2 separate regions of the Xenopus tropicalis genome follow, and region 2 is linked to region 1. The links are chromatin contacts, called in public Hi-C maps. All regions are on one chromosome and are shown on one strand. The core of a region is the stretch at or near the end of the contact, and the rest is flanking DNA. Distances in the headings are between cores, read along the strand shown. Region 1 has its middle 4.9 kb from the start of smad7. Region 2 overlaps dym (dymeclin).

Region 1 (3,367 bases), core at 510-3,009:
ATTAGGCACTGCCTGTATGAGTACTTAACTCAGCCTGTCCCACTGGTTATGTGCGCTCTCTCCCAGTCTGAGTGCTCTCTACCTATTATATCCGTGTCTGTGTGGGTACTTCGTGCCAGTTTGGGCAAGTACTGTAGTCCAGTCACTGTGAGCTCTGTATCCTGTTCTGGGTGGGTACTGTATCCCAGGCTAAATACTGTATCCCAGGCTAAATACTGTATCCCAGGCTAAGTACTGTATCCCAGGCTAAATACTGTATCCCAGGCTAAATACTGTATCCCAGGCTAAATACTGTACCCCAGGCTAAGTACTGTATCCCAGGCTAAATACTGTATCCCAGGCTAAATACTGTATCCCAGGCTAAGTACTGTATCCCAGGCTAAATACTGTATCCCAGGCTAAATACTGTATCCCAGGCTAAATACTGTATCCCAGGCTAAGTACTGTACCCCAGGCTAAATACTGTATCCCAGGCTAAATACTGTACCCCAGGCTAAATACTGTATCCCAGGCTAAATACTGTACCCCAGGCTAAGTACTGTATCCCAGGCTAAATACTGTATCCCAGGCTAAATACTGTACCCCAGGCTAAATACTGTATCCCAGGCTAAATACTGTATCCCAGGCTAAGTACTGTATCCCAGGCTAAATACTGTATCCCAGGCTAAATACTGTATCCCAGGCTAAGTACTGTATCCCAGGCTAAATACTGTATCCCAGGCTAAATACTGTACCCCAGGCTAAGTACTGTATCCCAGGCTAAATACTGTATCCCAGGCTAAATACTGTATCCCAGGCTAAGTACTGTATCCCAGGCTAAATACTGTATCCCAGGCTAAATACTGTACCCCAGGCTAAATACTGTATCCCAGGCTAAATACTATATCCCAGGCTAAATACTGTACCCCAGGCTAAGTACTGTATCCCAGGCTAAATACTGTATCCCAGGCTAAATACTGTATCCCAGGCTAAAAACTGTATCCCAGGCTAAATACTGTACCCCAGGCTAAGTACTGTATCCCAGGCTAAATACTGTATCCCAGGCTAAATACTGTATCCCAGACTAAATACTGTATCCCAGGCTAAATACTGTATCCCAGGCTAAATACTGTATCCCAGGCTAAATACTGTACCCCAGGCTAAGTACTGTATCCCAGGCTAAATACTGTATCCCAGGCTAAATACTGTATCCCAGGCTAAATACTGTATCCCAGGCTAAATACTGTACCCCAGGCTAAGTACTGTATCCCAGGCTAAATACTGTATCCCAGGCTAAATACTGTATCCCAGACTAAATACTGTATCCCAGGCTAAATACTGTATCCCAGGCTAAATACTGTACCCCAGGCTAAATACTGTATCCCAGGCTAAATACTGTATCCCAGGCTAAATACTGTATCCCAGGCTAAATACTGTATCCCAGGCTAAATACTGTACCCCAGGCTAAATACTGTATCCCAGGCTAAGTACTTTATGTACAGAAAGCTGAAGTGGATCGGGTGAGTGTGCCCTTCGGGTGAGTGTGCCCTCTGAGTGTACCTGCTGGAGAGGTGGGTGCCTCAGTCAGTGCCTCTCACTCACCCCTGGCTTTATTTGCTCTCTGGAGTCCCAGGCGTCTGTGCGAGGGAACTGAAAGTCAAACAATAAAAGCAGCCGATTTGCATTGCAATTCTGAGCTTGGCAGACAGTTGGAGCCAGGGCACTGTTAACCTAATTGTTTAACCAACAGCACCGGGGTGTGAGACACAACAAAGACAACACAAAAGATAAATAAGATCCTAGAGAAAAAAATTCCCTTCCACAAGCCATTAAGAGCAGACACTACACACAGCTCTTCCCCTTGTGCAGTCACGCTAGTGTGCAGTGTGCCCCCCCTGTAATGCTGTGTATCCCTCCCCCCTGCTCATGTACAGTATATATGTGTGTGGGGGCTTTCCTGCCAGCCATATACTCTGTATTACACCTTTTAAAATCCCCTATAAACCTTGTTTATGTCAAAATTTAAAGGGGAAGTTCAGTTTTACATTTGTGTTTGTTCTACACTTAAGTAATCTAAGCAATGTTGCAGTTGGTCTTTCTTTGATTTTTATTTGGGGGTGTTAGGGATTTTATTATTTTCTTTATTTCTTTTTCAAACTAAGAGATTAAAATGGGGAATATATACCTGGTCACATCTGGTCCTCCCTATTTAGGAACTCAAGGGTGGCTGCCTTTACTGCTTGGGAGAAGAACACTGTATGTGTATTATTTTGTGATAGGTAATCATGTGTCCATTATACCTAACAATCCCATTGTCAAATGCTGATACCAAACCCACCCTCAGGCAATCTTCAGACAACTTCAAGCATACGACACATTAGACTGCTGCTACTTGATAGCCGGGATGTGGACATGGGCTACAGGTCAGTTCTATTCATGAAGGGTGGGGAGCACAAAGGGTAAAACTGGCCATACATGGGCTGACATTGATTGCTGACTTGGCCACTTCAAGCTTAGTATACAGTTCTTGGACTGTGTGTGGGGCCAAATTAATATTCTGTCTAATCGATATCTGCTCAGGGATCAGCCAACTGCCAAATGGACTATCCATTGACTTGGAAAATGCTATCAAAGGAGGTCTGAACCAGACTGTTGGTACAGGTATCTCACTATGGGTCAGCATAGGCGATTATTATGGTCTAGTTGTTCGCTGGGGAGCAAAACAATGGGATATGGCAAGTTTGGCTCATCACCTTGGTGGCCAAACCATACTAGGTTCATGCTTGTGTGGCTCACCAACACTTTCTACATCAGAGCGTAGCTCATGATTAAGGAACCCTGCTCTAATGGAAGCTTACAAGACTTGGAAGGAGTCTACAAGTCCAACAATGGGATGGTCTGGAAGACTCTGGTGGAAGCTTCCAGGAGTTGGAGGGAATCTTTAAAGGTCCCCATACACACTGAGATCCACTCGCTTGTCGAGATGGCCCTGGGGCCAAACGATCTAATTATACTGGTGGCAAGGGGCAGTCGGTTCGGGGACCGCATCAACGAGCCGATGTGGTCCCTGATCCGACTGAATTTTCTAACCTGGCCGATCGAGATATGGCCAATTTCAGGCCAGATATCGGTTGGCCAGGCCCCTCGTTTCTGCCCCTACACGGGCAGATAAGCTGCCAATATCGGTCCAAGGGACCGATATCAGCAGCAACAATCTGCCCGTGTATGGGGACCTTCAGTCAACCAACAGCACAATCAAGAAGACTCTGATGGAAGGTTAAAGAAGTTGAAGGAAGTCTTTAAATCAATGGAATGGTCCAGAAGCTTTCTGGAGTTGGAGGGCGTCTTTATGTCAAACAACAGGATTGTCTCGAAGACTCTGATGAAC
Region 2 (3,741 bases), core at 436-2,935, 130 kb after region 1:
ACATAGGGAAGATACACAGGGCAGATACATAGGGAAGATACACAGGGCAGATACATAGGGAAGATACACAGGGCAGATACACAGGGCAGATACACAGGGCAGATACATAGGGAAGATACACAGGGCAGATACACAGGGCAGATACATAGGGAAGATACACAGGGCAGATACATAGGGAAGATACACAGGGCAGATACACAGGGCAGATACACAGGGCAGATACATAGGGAAGATACACAGGGCAGATACATAGGGAAGATACACAGGGCAGATACACAGGGCAGATACACAGGGCAGATACATAGGGCAGATACACAGGGCAGATACACAGGGCAGATACACAGGGCACTGTAAGCAGTCGTGCAGTCTGTGTGGCTGTCAATTCCTTCCTTCCATAACCAGACTGGGCACTGCTCTATATTACACATATAAATGAAAAGGATAAGAATGTAGTGTTCCATTCTGTTTGGATCAATGGTACCGTGGGCTGGAGGTACCACTGGCCTTAGTATATTTGAGGTCAGTACAATGGGAGGCGAATGCTGGGCCATTCCGGGACAGGGATAATTGAATTAGTGAGTGCCAATAGCATCGGATATCACATTCCAAAGCTGGGGAGCAGCACATGAAGTAACTGCAATGCTTATCTGCCCAGTCGGAGGGAAAGCTCCGGGGACCCTCACACGTAGCTCAGCATTATCCCATTAGGGGTTGCTCACCCTAACATGAACTTGTAGCATGGTATCGGTATTCTATGGCCATTGTTGTGCAGCTGCTAGGGTTAACTTACCCTTGCAACCAGGCAGCTGTTAGGAAATCAGACTTCGCCCCTTTTCTGTGCAGTATAAACAGCTGATATTACGCTATACTATTGATAAGCAGTTCAGTTCCATTAATGAATGCGCTAATTAACTGTTAGTTCATTGGGGGACAGTGGAGTTTGTAGCGCCTAGTAGTACAATCGGAGGCCCTGTTTGGCCAGCCCTGGTTTACTTTAAAGGAAAACTATACCCCCAAACAATGTAGGGCTCTATAAAAATACATATATAAAGCCCTGCTTCATCTAAATAAACCATTTTCATAAAATATACTTTTTTTAGCAGTATGTGCCATTGGGTAATCCTAAATAGGAAACTGCCATTTTAAGAATTAAGGGCCGCCCCCTGGGATCATAGGATTCACAGTGCACACAAACAAGCCAAGGCACACATACATGCTAGGCCCCATCAGCCAATGAATGGGCAGAGTTCTGCCTTTTGCTCCCACACTACTTCCTGTTACAGTTAGAGCTGCATCACTTCCTGTCAGCTGATCTCTGAGGGAGCACACAGCCCATCACTAAATGGCGGCTCAAGGGAAAGGCTGTAAAAGGGCAATATTTACTGATATATATATTCCAGTTTGGGGAGATTCTTTAATAGGTCACTTAATATGATATAAACTGTCTGTTGGTTACGTATTCATTCTGGGGGTATAGTTTCCCTTTAAGTACAGGGCTTCCAGTTTACTACAAGACAAAGGTTTATTTCCAGGCATGTGGGAAATCCGACCAGTCAGTGCGGCTGCAATCAGTAAGGTGTGTAGGCGCCAAACCCAAAATAGCTGCAAGGGGGCAGAAGTGGGGCAGGCAGTGAATGGCTTCTGCGCGGCTCACTAAGTGGCAGCATTCCTGGCCGCAGCCTGCACCCATGCCTAATCTGTCATGCTAGCGGCCTATCTGAGCCTCTTCAGAGAATCAGTAAGAGCACAAACAGGAAAGAAAGCAGAGACAGACCCTTGAGAGCTGATAGTGCCGGAGCAGACTGATTGTGCTGTAGGACACAACATTCAGATTAAATACTTCTCTTTCATACATTCCAGCCTATATCTCCGGCGCGGTGCCCCCGACTGCAGACTGCGCCATTGTGTGTGCCTTGTGTGGAATAAAGAAACATATGACGCGCTAACGTTTCCTGAGAACACAAATCAGGCGCGCTGCTGAAAGATGGATGAGTCCTGACTCTCCGGGTTCCTCTGGCAAAGAGACTCCAATAATATGATTAAAATCCCATTCCTATAGGCTGAGTGCCCCCCGCAGCGCTGCAGCCGCTTCTATCATTCCACTGCTAATTAGTAGAAATGGAATTCCTATTCCCCCCCCAGTGCCAGACTATTGCCTGCAAACCCTCGCCTAGGTGGCCAAACGCTGGGAATTGCCCGGGGTGCCATTGCCCCAAGACACATTCCTTCTGCAAACTGAACACTGAGTTGGTTTGTGGCTGGGAGGGAACAGCCCTCATTTATTCTAAAGCTCCTACATAAGCCCCACATGATTGGTCACCGATGATCCCATTGGCCAATCATTCTGCATGCCGGTCTTATTGTGCTGACAGTCTGGCCAGGCAAGCCCCATCCTCCCCACAAACTAAAAATATATAAAATATATATAATATATATAGATATATACATAATTAGTAGTTAGATATATATATACATGTATATGCACAACTGACTGGGACCCTTTAAAGGGGAACTATCACGAAAATAAAGTATTAACTATAAAACTGATATCATGGGAATAAACACAATAAATGAAGATACTGCCCTATTACTGAAATCATTAAATGGATCTTCCTTCTCCTACTCTTTCCACAATCTGCCTGTCAGTGCAGGAGCTGGGGGTCCGGATCTGATGGACAGTTAGGGCTAATACCCTGTCTGGGCAAAGTAAGCACAGACCAATGATGTATTTAAGTGATCTGTCCATCAAACTCTGACTCCGCCTCCTGCACGGGGGGGGGGGGGAGAAAGAGAGATAGAGAAGGAACAGCACAAAATGGCATCAATTCTATATTGAAGTTCACCTTTTCCTAATTTGCCCCCCTGAAATGCTTAATTCTACAGTAGTTTTATACCCTTAGAATATTTTCTGTGTATCCTATGTGTCAGGGAGTCCCTATACCGTATGGGTGCCACGTACAGCTTGGCATACATGGTAAGATCCACTCATTTGGCAAGATACCTGATTTGGCCAAAAATTTAGTGGGCCCAATAGGAATGATCCAATCTTTTGGCCCCGAGGGCAATGACTGGACCATAATGGAAGCTTATGGAGACCCGTTTGGAGAGGACCTTATCTTCACACCACCTTTCCTATTGATATCTGCCCAATACCTGGGCAGGACCCCCCCGAGGGCCCCAAACATGGCCCCATAAGCTGCCTGGCATTTGGCATCTGGAAATTCCCGGCGCTCTACATATAACCCAAACAATTACCCTGCCAATAACTACCGGCCAAACATGAAGAACAGGATTGGGGGGCGATTGAAAGGGGGCGGGGAAAGGTTTTGCCCCTCAGATAATATTTATCATTATTATATATTTCTCCTGCTAATAACTTGCACAATACTTTGCTCGTTTAAAAGTTGAATTAAAAAACACATATTTACTGGATATAAGAGTATTTTTAGGAAGCTCCGAGTTACTGCAAATGTAAATTTAGATTTCTTTGAATCATCTGCTTTGACACTGCCGTAATCACACACAAAAATAGCAAGTGTTAAAATAAGCAGTTTCACCCTGACTGTAACATACGAGCGCTTGTGAGCAGAGCTCAGCAGAGGGGCCGATAGGAACGGGTCCATAGTTGGACTGTAGAGAGCAAGTCTGCCCCCTGCTGGAAGGCACTGTTACAGGCATGAAGAGCTGCAAAGCTTTTAGCCCAAACTACTCTAACTATTTACATTACATTACATTAACATT

What was found. A called contact is a pair of places that touch in the nucleus more often than the background predicts.
Region 2: a Hi-C map of neurula embryo shows a contact between it and region 1, with 2.2 times the contacts expected there. The contact joins two enhancer-like sites. A contact is called at or near these places in 2 of 5 Hi-C or Micro-C datasets (brain and neurula embryo).

What each region holds. Positions count from the first base shown.
Region 1 is chr1:205,600,077-205,603,443 of UCB_Xtro_10.0, forward strand. No RefSeq gene overlaps it. Among named protein-coding and RNA genes, the nearest start is that of smad7, 4.9 kb to the left of the region's middle. Within about 2 kb of position 1,760, at least 7 of the 11 cell types and tissues checked have an H3K27ac peak or open chromatin away from gene starts, as enhancers often do. A contact at or near this core is called in neurula embryo, where this site is marked.
Region 2 is chr1:205,732,201-205,735,941 of UCB_Xtro_10.0, forward strand. The region is part of intron 13 of dym (dymeclin); the gene reads right to left. Among named protein-coding and RNA genes, the nearest start is that of smad7, 140 kb to the left of the region's middle. Within about 2 kb of position 1,686, at least 1 of the 11 cell types and tissues checked has an H3K27ac peak or open chromatin away from gene starts, as enhancers often do. A contact at or near this core is called in neurula embryo, where this site is marked.